2 separate regions of the Sus scrofa genome follow, and region 1 is linked to region 2. The links are chromatin contacts, called in public HiChIP or PLAC-seq maps. All regions are on one chromosome and are shown on one strand. Each heading gives the region's core, a stretch centred on a gene start, on an enhancer-like site or on the middle of the called end of the contact. The rest is flanking DNA. Distances are from core to core; before and after follow the strand shown.

Evidence for each region. HiChIP or PLAC-seq counts read pairs in DNA pulled down with a chosen protein or histone mark.
Region 1: an H3K27ac HiChIP or PLAC-seq map of skeletal muscle shows a contact between it and region 2. The contact joins the promoter of CAVIN2 here to the promoter of NABP1 in region 2.

Annotation. Positions count from the first base shown.
Region 1 is chr15:96,488,598-96,494,567 of Sscrofa11.1, forward strand. It overlaps CAVIN2 (serum deprivation-response protein), which reads right to left and starts at 1,634. Exons shown (of 2, transcript XM_005652440.3): 1 at 797-1,634. The coding sequence starts at 1,279.
Region 2 is chr15:96,311,195-96,317,463 of Sscrofa11.1, forward strand. NABP1 (nucleic acid binding protein 1) reads left to right here and starts at 2,690. Exons shown (of 6, transcript NM_001244491.1): 1 at 2,690-3,277; 2 at 3,577-3,715. The coding sequence starts at 3,187. LOC100516649 (a long non-coding RNA gene) reads right to left here and starts at 2,555. Exons shown (of 4, transcript XR_002339369.1): 1 at 2,195-2,555; 2 at 892-988.

The DNA.
Region 1 (5,970 bases), core at 384-2,883, 180 kb after region 2:
AAAAAATTAAGTGGCCTTTTTGTGCCAAGGCAGCCATTTGAAGGAGAAAATCTTCAAGACTAGCCTTTGTAACTGTAACTGATAACACTGCCATTGTTTCACTTTACAGTTGTGGTCTCTCTGAGCAATGAGAAGCATATCTAGTGTGTTTGTAGAGTTATGCTTTATAGTTTTCGTACATCATTTGCCAGGAAAGAACTCAAGATTGCTTTGACCAGAAGAGTTTTAGAAGGAGGGGTCTAGTTCATCTTTAATGGGATCAATCTTCAATACTTGGTTAGTCCCCAAAGCATCGGTGACCTTTGGACAAAGGGATGTTTTAAAAAGTAATGAATTTGACTTTTTGATTAAAAAACAAACCCCAGAACTCACATGATTTCCTCATTTCCACAAAGAGTTAATAAACAGCCACTGAATTAATTTGCCCTGTCCAGCTCACAGCTGCGGTCAGAGCCCCAGGTTCACAATGCAAAGTGACAAATGAATTTGACTAGGGTACCTGCACCTGCTCACCTTCCCAACCTGTATGGAGTACAGCCAGGTGCTCCTGACAAATAACCCCGACCTGCTAACTTCTGAGGCACCTGCCTTGCGTTTAGGCTGCAGTGACCTGGGAAATTCTGAGCCCTGTGTGCAGATTTCACATGCGCCTGCTGCAGGCAATGGGGACAATGCCTTGTGTGTGTGATCCCTGACAGGCAGGACAGATGTACAAACGGCCGTGAGAGCCAGGCAGGCTGAGATCATGGATGCGGAGGAGTCCCAGCTGGGTGGAAGCAGAACGGGGGGCACTGACCTGGAAGATGAGCACTTTGAAGTGGTTACGTCTGAGGAGCTGGGCGTGGTTGTTCTCCAGACGCTTCACCTGCGCGCACTGCCTCTCCATGCGTTCCTTGACCGCGCGCGTGTGGGCACTGACCTTACGGGACTTCTCCAGCAGCTTGCTCACGGTATTGCTGGTGGAGGCCTGGTACTTGGAGAGCTTGGTGAGGTCGTTCTGGATGCCCTTCACCGAGCCTTCCAGGCTGATCTGCCGCTGCTCCATCTTGTGCTGGTTCTCCTGCACGGCGTCCAGCATGTTCACGAGCTTGTCCAGGAGCGTGAGCACCGTGACAGCGTTCACCTGCGAGTTGTCCCGGATGGCCTCCTCAGTGCTCCCCGGGTTGAGACTGGGGCTCGGTGTGGAGGAGGGTACAGGGCTGGAGCTGGCTGGCTTCGCCTGTGGCATGTCAAGACCTAGGTGCTGGAACTTTTCGGCTTGTGCAGCGTCCTCCCCCATGGCTGGGCAGGTGGAAACTTTCTTCTGGCTCCCGCGAGAAGGATGGCGGTGAGGGGTGCGGAGCTTGGCCCTCTGGTTTGAGCTTGGAGCAGGCTCTCTAGAACTGGCAGAAGTTCCGACAGGCAACAACTGGCTACACTGATCAGGGGAACTGCATTCCAGCTGCTCTTAAAAGACCTACTCCACCCAGTGGGAGGTGAAGGATACAGAACTGAGAACCACTCAGGGTTCAGAGGCTTGCACACACTTCCTCACCACGTTCTCCTCGGCACAGGGCACTTTCCTGTAGGTTTAGCTTTACTTTCCTGCTGCCTCTTCCCTTTTAAAAATAAGTTCAATGTCATATTTCACTCATGACTTCATCTAGAGGCGGAGAAAAACATGCTAATTTGGCCCAGCTCCACAGCCTCCAATTGGCTAAAGCTAGTAAACTTTTCTCTGGCTGCTATGCTGCCTATGCCACAGAGTGCCTGTTATTTTTCCTGGATACAAGTTATTGTAATGGAAAGTATTGTTTGCCTTTGCCCTAGAACAGACTGAGGGGCTGCAGAACGCCTGGTCTCCTACTGGACGGAAACTTGGAGTCAGGCTTGTAGTGTTGGTTTTTAATTTCCAAAAGGATAGAAGTAACTGTGATAATGACAAGGAATACAGCCCAGTTCTTACATGTGCAATTAATGATGCAAGATAAGATGAAAGACACTGAGAGTCAGGGGTGTTAAAACATGCAATGCTGTTATGGACTGTTGTCATGTAATAGATGGAACCTTTTCTTTTTCTCTCTTCATTTTTGGCTGCCCTGCGGCATATGGAGCTCCCAGGCCAGGGATCAGGTCGGAGCTTCCCTGGAGACCTAACCTGCAGCTGTGGCAACATGGGATCCTTGACCCACTGTGTGGGGCCGGGGATTGAACCCATGTCCCAACACTCCCAAAACGCCCCAGATCTTGTTGTGCCACAGCAGGAGCTTCAGAAGGAAACTTTTTGATTGACCACTTTTTAAAAAAATATATACTTTCTTAATGGGAAGTAAAATTGAAATGTAAAAGTCAAAAAAAAAAAAGTGTGGTCTCTTTAAGAACTTACAAATGATGATTTAACTAATTTTGAATCAGGGCTGAGAGAGTTTTTTCCAGATGCCCATCTCTGCAAGGCATTTATTGACACGAGTCCAGAAGTGTGACTCTCAGGCAGGTTGAGCTGGAGTTTCTGAAGTGTTTCTAAATGTTTGACATTTCCAAATTTCTGCCCAGTGAAGTGGCACACCTGTTCTAAAACGTGGTCCTCCTCAGCTGAGCCCTTGGGACTTGGGGCTTATTTCCTCAAATGACTTTACATGCTTGAATTGGTTTTAAATGTATCCAGCCTTTGAAAGTGCTTTCAGCAGGAAGTTTGTAATAGGCCTTCTATGAACAGGTTTGAGTAGAACAAATGTCAGCTCATATTGGGTCATAGATTGATAATGGAAAAAGTGCCATTCGTCAATGGCAAAATCTGCATGTAAGCCAATCAATCAGGAGGTCATTTGTTGTCACATTTATTGAATTTGTGATTCCCCACTTTCTACTAGTTCTGTGCTTGATGAACTGTCTAGAGGGTACTAATAAAACTTGATCCAAGACCCTGCCCTCAGTGTGTATGCCTGCTATTTAGGGAAATGTATTTTCCCCAGATTATCGGCACCCCCAAACCCACTTAAAGTGAATCTTTTAAAAATAGGGAGAAAAAGTAAAATATTTGGTTGAGACATTACCTTTTAAAAAGTTTAAAACAATTATTAAAATTGATTTACCTTATATTTAACAAATTTAGTTGGCAACTGATGTGTTAAACATTAAAGGATGAATCAAGTGTTGATTTTGAGACGCATAATTTTCTAACAAAATTATATGGCATCATGACACAATACCCTTTTTACATTTGACTTCAGTGGGCAAATCATGAAGAGGGTCATTACTCAAAAATATTTGAGGGCTTCATCAGTTTTCCAAGAGCATTTCCTAAATTTTGACATTCTAATCATTCCCTTTTGAGGCACTTATTGTGCCATCATCTGTGTGGATTTCTTTCTTCTTCAAATGTTAACTATTCCAGCTGCAAATTCTCATTTCCCAGAAGAGTTGCCCATGATTCAAGGACTTTTCTAATGTTACCTTCATCAACTTCATGATTTCTTACATGTTTTGAAAGATTTGCAATTTCACACTATAATCACTTTGCCCTGATTTTGCATTGATTTGCACTGATTTTGCATTTCATTGTTGGATATTATATAATCAGTTATATGAATAGGGACATTAAAGACATGAGGTGGGAAAAGGGGAGAAGCTAGTTTTTTAAACAGGAAGAAAGGTTTGGGTGTGTCATTTTTTAAAATTAATTTTGAATAACATAAGTTTCATAAGAGTTGTCTGTTACTGTATCACTGTGTAACAAACCAGCCTGAAATTCAGTAGCTGAAAACAATAATCATGAATTTTATTTACTCATGATTCTGGGATTGGCTAGGCAGGGCTCAGCTCGAATGGGTCATCCTTGCTGGGCTCGGTCATGCAGCTGTAATGGAATCTGAGATGGTTTCAGTCACATCTCTGTCTCCTTAACTAGGAAGACTAGAATGCTGCAATTTCTCTGTCCTCAGTCTCTAAGCCTGCAGCGACTGTCCCTCTGATCTCCCTAATAGGAAAGCCACACTTCTCCTCCTGGTGCTTTAGGACTCCCAAGCAGGATCTCTTAAGGCTAGGTTCTGAACTCTCTCCCCTTGTCACTTTCATTACATTCTGTTGGTCTAAGCAGGTTACAGGCCAAGCTCATTTTCAAAGGGACAGGAAATGGACCTCACCTCTTTATGGGAGGAGAAGCAACGTCCCATGGTAAAGGGTAAGCAGCATGGCAGAGATTGCTGTAGCCATCTTTGGAAACAATCCACCTCAACATGGAAATATTTTTCTTTCAAAAGACTTATCGATGGAGTTCCCCGTCGTGGCTCAGTAGAAATGAATCTGACTTGCATCCATGAGGATGCGGGTTTGATCCCTGGCCTCACTCAGTGGGTTAAGGATCTGGCATTACTGTGAGCTGGGGTGTAGGACACAGACACGGCTTGGATCTGGCATTGCTGTGGTTGTGGCTTATGCTGGTGGCTACAGCTCTGATTAGGCTCCTAGCCTGGGAACCTTCATATGCCGTGGTGTGGTCCTAAAAAGACCAAAAAAAAAAAAAAAAAGGACTGTTATCAGTAAAGCTGAAGCCCCTTTCAATCTTTCAATCACTATTTTTAGTCCAGTCTCTTCACCTTTTTTTAGAATTAATCATTTTTATGGATTTGGAGTATATCTTTGGAAATTATGTTTATAAGAGATCAATTCACTTGTGAATAGTTGTGATGTAGTTTACACTGTCTTATAATCATGGGATCTATGAGGAGCTATATAATGGGAACCTGTCCTGTTTATGTGACATAAAGTCTAAGGAGTTTATGCAAGAGGAAAGCAAAGGCAACAAAAGAAAGCACTGGTGATGAGTTACGATTTGAGCTAACAGTGTGCTCACTAACTGTCTAACCATATTAACCATCTAGTTGACCTAAATCAAGCCATGTTTCTATCTGAGAGAGATTAGTAAAATTGAGCAATCAATTCTTAAAAGAAATGTTTAAAAAATTAAATCTACTTATCGCATACTGTAATGTTTCTTAAAAATTAGGTAATGAAGTTTAGACTTGATACAATGGGAGATAGGCAGATAGAGATTTTTGAATATGTGAAAGTGTGTGTTTAAGAAGGTTTAGTACAGAAATAAAATGTAGCAAGTGGTAGTGGTCTCTTGATTGGCAATGTTTGTTGAATGGGAAATAAGCACTAGGCACTTGGGCTACAAAGATGAGTCCAATGTATTTATATTCCTTTAAAAGTTCCACTTTACTGGGGGGACTAGGCAGGTAGACAAATACTGGACAAGATATATGGGTGTGGTACTGGAGTGGCGTAGCATGAGGCTTTAGTCATAGCAGGGTATGGTTGGGGGTCAGAATTCTCCAGCTGCCCTCCAGCTGCCTACTGTTACCTTAGGCCCCTAGGTCATAAGCACTGAAGTCACGCCAAGAAAATGCCTAAGTTATTACTAGCTAGGGCCTCCACCCCAATTTCCATGTGGTTTCCCATTCTGGGGCATTAATAAGCCACAAGTCGTGGTTAACCCTTTAGTATAATTTCTAAACCAGAGGCAGAGGCAGCTCAATGGTTTCCTTGCTTGGCCTTTTCCATTTACGCCTCCCCCCCAAAAAAATCCCTGATATTCTTTTTTTTTTTTTTTTTTTTTTTTGTCTTTTTGCCTTTTCTGGGGCCGTTCCCACAGCATATGGAGGTTCCCAGGCTAGGGGTCTAATTGGAGCTACAGCTTCTGGCCTATGCCAGAGCCACAGCAATGCCAAATCCAAGCTGTGTCTGCAGCCTACACCACAGCTCATGGCAACGCTGGATCCTTAACCCACTGCACAAGGCCAGGGATCGAACCCGCAACCTCATGGTTCCTAGTTGGATTAGTTAACCACTGAGCCACGATGGAAACTCCAGAATCCTGATATTCTTGGTCTTCCTCCTGTGGCAGTCATAGGAGACCTGGAGTGATGAGCCCACAGAAAAGGGAATTCTTCTCCTCAATGGCTGAAGAAGCAGAGAAGGCTAAATAAG
Region 2 (6,269 bases), core at 1,440-3,939:
GCTGGGCTGTTCCTCTGAACACCAGCTTCTGCTTTCGTGGGACTGCTTTCCCAACTATCTGGTTCCTCTTTATGTCAATAAAATTGGTTTGAGCAGTCCTACCTAACACCTTTTCTGGGAACAAATGACCTAGGGTTCAGGGAGTGACTAACTTTCTTTGCCCAAACTCTTGGCCACAATTCTGCTGAATGTTGTTAATTAATTGGTAATATTTTAAAGATTTTCTAAAATCTCAAAAAAAAAAAAAAGAGAGAGTCTGATTTAAGTACTGCTTCTGTGAGAATGTTTTTTTGTCTGTGTTGAAGAATATAGCTTGAGGGAAATCCAGTTGAAGCCTCAAGTCACATCAGATAATCATGATAGAATGAGAGCTTCTGATGCATATTGGGAGCCTTTGGGAGCCCTGAGACTGCATTGGTTCTGCCATTAACTGACATGTTTCATCCTTTATTTTATTTTATGCTGAAATCATACTTGTAATATTATTTTACACCATTTTCTAGCATTACATCAATATCTCTGGCACTCTGGACCTTATTTGTCCATGAATTGCAAGGTTCTGCTTCTTCAAGAATGTCTTGCTTCTCCTGCTAATGTTGTAATTATCTTTGAAACTCATTTCTTGTGCTGTAATGTATCTAAGCTGCTGCTTTGCAGATGTTTGGGAATTGGTCTGGTTGAACTAAAAATATTCAGAAAGCTTCAAGGAAAAATTAAGTTTTCTGCCACACAAATTCTCTGATACACTTCTCAACATATCTGTTACCATCTCAGAGAGTTAATTAGGTGATTCTCTAAAGCCTTACGGATATATCTTGCTGCTAATACTTTATTTCTTTAGTCTGTTTTTGACTCATAATTCCACCACTGCAATTTTAGTCTAAGAGTTACCTTTAGGCTGGAGGGCTCTGGGGTCAAGATTGCCTAGATTCAAAACCCAGCTTGTCCTTCTCTGGCTATGTGGTCTCTGGTGAATTTTATTTACCGTCTGTAAAATGGAGATAAAAGTTAGCAGTCACAACAGGATTGATGAAATGAATAAGTAATCACATCTTAAGCTATTATTGTTTCCTTTTCTTTAATCATAGAAACTAGGCGAGGGGAAATATTTATTGAGTACCTACTATTTGCTAGGGACTAGCTGGACAATTTATGAGCCCATGTAATCCTCTGTAAGTAAGGTAGGAATCCTTTTATTTTTGTATGATTAAATTATGACTAGAAAATGTAATCAACTGTCCTAAAGGTCACATAGCTAGTAAATAGTTCAAGCCCAGGTTTGTTTCTAAACTACATGCGTTTCTCACTACACCACATAAATAAAACTTTCCCCCACCTCAGCTTATGTTTCAGGGTTTCCCACTGTTGTTATATGATTGTTTCGGATGTACAAAAACAAATACAAAACTTGATAGCTCATGAAAAAAACAGGGAGGAAATGTAAATGCACATTTCTAAGTGAAAAAAGCCATTATGAAAGGCTACATACTGTATGATTTCAACTATGTGACATACTGGAAAATGAAGCCTAAAAATATTAGTGGTTGCCAAGGATGAGGGGTAAGGGAAGGATGAATAGGTGGCGCACAAGATTTTTAGGGCAATGAAACTACTCTGTATAATACTATTAATTTTGCATACGTATCATTATACATTTGTCCAAAACCATAAAATGTACAATACCAAGAACAAACCCTAAGGTAAACTAAGGATTTTGCATAATAATATGTTAATGTTGTTCATCAACTGTAACAAACATACCACTCTGGGGGAGACATTGATAATGGGAAGAGGTCACGCATGTGTGGGGATAGAGAGCATATGGGAAATTTCTGTACCTTCCTCTCTTAGTTTTGCTGTAGACATAAAACTGCTCTAAAAACAGACTATTAATAAAATGAACGTAGAGAAGAAAAGCAAAATGGGGAGTGTAATCTGAGAGGAGCAAGAAAAAATAGTTAAGTTTGCAAAGGAATTTAACTTCTTGTTTATCTGCCTAGTATTACAGAGTGAAAAGCACCAAGGCTAGGTCACTTGTGTTTGTGTCCTGCTTGCTCATAAAGTTGCTGAGTGACCTTCAGCAAGCCACCTCACAGTTCCTGCTCTCAATAAGCTTAAAATGAGGCAGTAGAGTGGAACTCTTTTGCCCTCTGGTCTTAAAATTCCAGCCTCGCTGCTAAGGACCCATCCCTACCTTTTATTTTCTTTCAACCAGACCAGCCACACTTGCTTGAACCTTGTTCTTCCTCTCCTGCATACTTTTTGACGTACCCACTGCGTTCTAAAACACAGCAACCGTTCTCCTTGACCGCGAAACTAAAAAGCAGGGGCGAAGGACTGAAATCTGAGGGACAATATGCAAGAAAACCAGAAACTGGACAGTGAGTAGTAGAAGCCTGAAAAAGGAAGACTAGGCAGGGCAAAATAGACGCCGCGCGGCGACGGCGGAAGCAGGAGGAGAATGGGTCGGAGTTCAGAGCCGATTGGACGGCTGAGAGGGCGGGGTCCGCACTGACAGCCCAGGGGAGGAGCTAAGGAGGCTGAGCGGGCGTCGTCTGCTTGTTTCCGCCCCTTGGCTGCCCCTTTCCAGAGCCTAGAGGGCGGAGCGTCGGGCGTGCCCGACGCCGTGTGTCGTAACAAGGGGGCGGGGCGACGCGGGGGTCCAGCCGGTGCGCGGGCGCATTCTGCAGTCGCTGTTTGGGACGCTGGGTGCGCGGAAGCTTGGTCTCTGCTCTGGCTTCGCAGTCAAAGCCTGTTCCCTCCCTGGAGCTCGGGACAGGCTGGGCACGCGCCCCTGTGTGTGTGTGTGTATGTGTGTGTGTGTGTGTGAGAGGACTCAGGGCAGAGGCATCTTCTCGCTGCCTTTTTTTCTTCCTTTTATCCAAAGAAGGGGCAGTTCTCACGCTTGCCTTCCTGTCGCCTGGTTGGGAGCGGGGTCGGGGTGCGGAGTGGTTCGTGTTTTTTTCTTTTAAACTTGTCAGCGCTTTTTTCCCCCAGTTTTTTTCGGCTCAGTGTCTTCTGAGCTGGTTTCCTCCGTCCCTGACTAACCTCTTTCTGCCCCTTCTCTTGCCATCCTCGCCCAAGGTCGCCCCTCCGCCCTCGCACCTGGCCCAGGGGGGTGGTGGGAAGCTTTGTCCGGCTCCCTGCCCACTCGAGTCTCCGCATCGTAGCCGCACCTGCCTCATTATGAACGGGGTCAACGACCCCCCTCTTTTTATAAAAGATATTAAGCCCGGACTGAAAAACTTAAATGTCGTCTTTATTGTCTTGGAGATAGGTAAGTGGGGTCCACAGCCCACACCGCCGCCCGCAGTGCGTCCCGGGGCCAGAGGGAAGGGCGCTGCCGCCGCTAGCCGGGGGCTCCCCTCCCCCTTCCCTACCTTCTCTCTCCCCTCCCCCATCCACGTGGCTCCGTTGGCCCCTGCTGGGGCTGTAGCCTACCTGCGGGCGAGAACCCGGGGCTCGATCTCTTCCCACCTTTCAGACGCCTTTTGATCCCGGAGGAGGAGTTAGCTTTTTGGAAGTACTCATTTTCTAATACACCCCTCCCCCTTTTGATTTTTTAAATCCCCACAGGACGCGTGACCAAAACCAAAGACGGCCATGAAGTGAGATCATGCAAAGTAGCAGATAAAACGGGCAGCATCACTATTTCCGTGTGGGATGAAATCGGAGGTCTCATTCAGCCGGGGGATATTATTCGGTTGACCAGAGGGTAGGTGTTCATAAAGGGGTTGGGGAAGGGGTTGAGAGTGTCTCCTAAGTAGAAGTCTGGGAAATCGAAATTGACTGACGCCCAGGACCGTGGCAAGTTCTAAAGTTTCGTGTTGTTTTTCCTCGGGGCCACTCCGAGAAGTTTTGAGCCCCCTTCGATGTTAACCTCAGTTGGTGGACAGCATTGGTTTGTAACACCTAAGCCTTTAAAAGCAATTTCAACTGAGAATCTAAACAACCCCACCCTCAGTTTACAGATTTTTAAATACTGTTCAGGGATTATTGAGTCTTTTTAATAGATTGTTAAAAATCAAGTTAATACAGCTGTCACTTAGTTTTTTCCAACCTTTTTTCCCTTTTAATGACTTGATGTCTTGCCAGTATTTTATTTGTACTCATTTAGACAGTGTGGATGTAAATTGAGGTTGTAGTTGGAGAATTTAGCAGTTTTGTGGTGTATCGAATTTGTACATGGATGTGAAAGAGGAGAGGTTTACAGTATCTGTAAGGCACATTCTGGAAAATGATTTCTTATGACTACTGCTGTAAGGGCAATGTTGTACAAAAACCAAAATGATATGCAGAAAATGTTTGGCAGAAAGATGTCAATGATACTTCTATCCAAAAGAGTTAGTGGGCAGATTGGCTTTTAAAAATAGTTTAGTGCAACCTTTTAAAAATTTATCCAGTCTTTTTCTTAGGAAGATTAAAATATGAGAAAGGGATCTTAAAAGCAGATTTTGGAAGCTTTGTGGTTAATAGAATTATAATAATTTATTGCTCATAGTTATAGGAAAAGTGAGTGGAGATTGATGTTGGCCTAGTAGATAGCATCTCAAAGTGTTGGATCACCCTGAAAGTAGGAACGTAGAGCCCTTTGATATTATCTTACAGGTCTTACCACATCTTCAGGAAGTGAGGCAGAGTATTATCAAAGAAGGAAGTGAGAGTCAGGACCTAAACATTTATTCCTGTACACTGACTCACTATGACACCAGTAGTGTTTTTTAAACCACATCTTTAACTTGCACAAAAGAGAATTCCTACCTGGGAGGGTATGTGAGAAATAGCATAATTAAAGATTTTTGGCAGCCAGAGTATCTCATCCATTGCATTAAAATTTATTTTATGCACTGTAAACAGCATCTTATTTCAGTTATTTCAAATTTTGTAGTCATGGAAGATACATAGACATGTTCATCAAAAAAAAAATGGAAGAACTAAGTTCAGTAGCCATAGCTGGTCTGTAGGATTTTTAAGGAGCATAGTGACCAAGGCGTATAATTCAAAGGGAAATTCAAAACCAAAGAAACTATTTTCTAACTTCGGTTAGAAGTCGGTGTGATCTGGAAGTTATTAAACTTTTTGACCTTCCTTCTCTGTAAAATGGGGATAATTATGCCTTACTTACTAAAGTAACACATCCAGCATAGTCTGACCCCTTGGAAGGCCCTTAATTTCTGGTTGAATCCAAGAAAAGTAGCTTTTGAAGAAAGGCATACCTCTCAATAATGGTAATTTGAATATTGCAAACATTTATTTCATACCTGAACTAAGTGAAAGTTAAATGTTTTAGGTCTAGTAACTTCAAATTTTCTCTCAGAATAGGTATTTTTACTTTAGTAAGGGGGAATATTCATGCACTGTCTCGTAAGTCAGTTTTTGTGTAACTTGAACATGGTGAATGGAGACTTTAGTGAATAATTCTTTTTTTTTTTTTGTCTTTTTGCCTTTTTCTGGCGCTGCTCCCGCGGCTTATGGAGGTTCCCAGGTGAGGGGTCTAATCAGAGCTGTAGCCACCGGCCTACACCACAGCCACAGACAGCAATGTGGGATCCGAGCCAAGTCTGCAACCTACACCACAGCTCATGGCAATGCCGGATCCTTAACCCACTGAGCAAGGCCAGGGATCGAACCCGCAACCTCATGGTTCCTAGTCGGATTCGTTAACCACTGCGCCATGATGGGAACTCCTAGTAAATAATTCTAATTGAAGAGAACTATGTATTGTGAAACTAGTAAATTTTTATTAACCTATGTTAAAAGATGAAATATCACTATACATAGTTAAATAATATTTAGTTATAATTTATGATTCTAAATCATGCAGTCACCATAGCAGTTGTACAAAGAACCACCAAAAACCACCCGTTGGACTTATTTTATAATACTCATTATTTTACATTTTTCTCAGATTTGTGTATAGGATTATGTTATCTAATGAGGCTGTCTACATTCAGAATTGTTTAGTGTAAATAATCGTTAAGCCAAGTTGGTGCTAAAAATTGCAAATTTGGAAAAACATATAGGTGAAAGATTTGTGATCTTAGTTTTTTTTAGCCCCTTGATTAAATTTTACTAAATTTTCGGTAGCTTAGGAATGACACATAATAGCCTTTGTGTTTTATGGAGGCAAAGGAAAAATTATTTTATCAATATCTTATAGACCAAGTAAATCATTGTAAAAGTAAACACTAGGGTATTGATTTTATATGTCCTGTGATTGAAAAGTAATTGTGGCTTGAATCTCTGCAATTTGCAAGTTCTCCCTATGT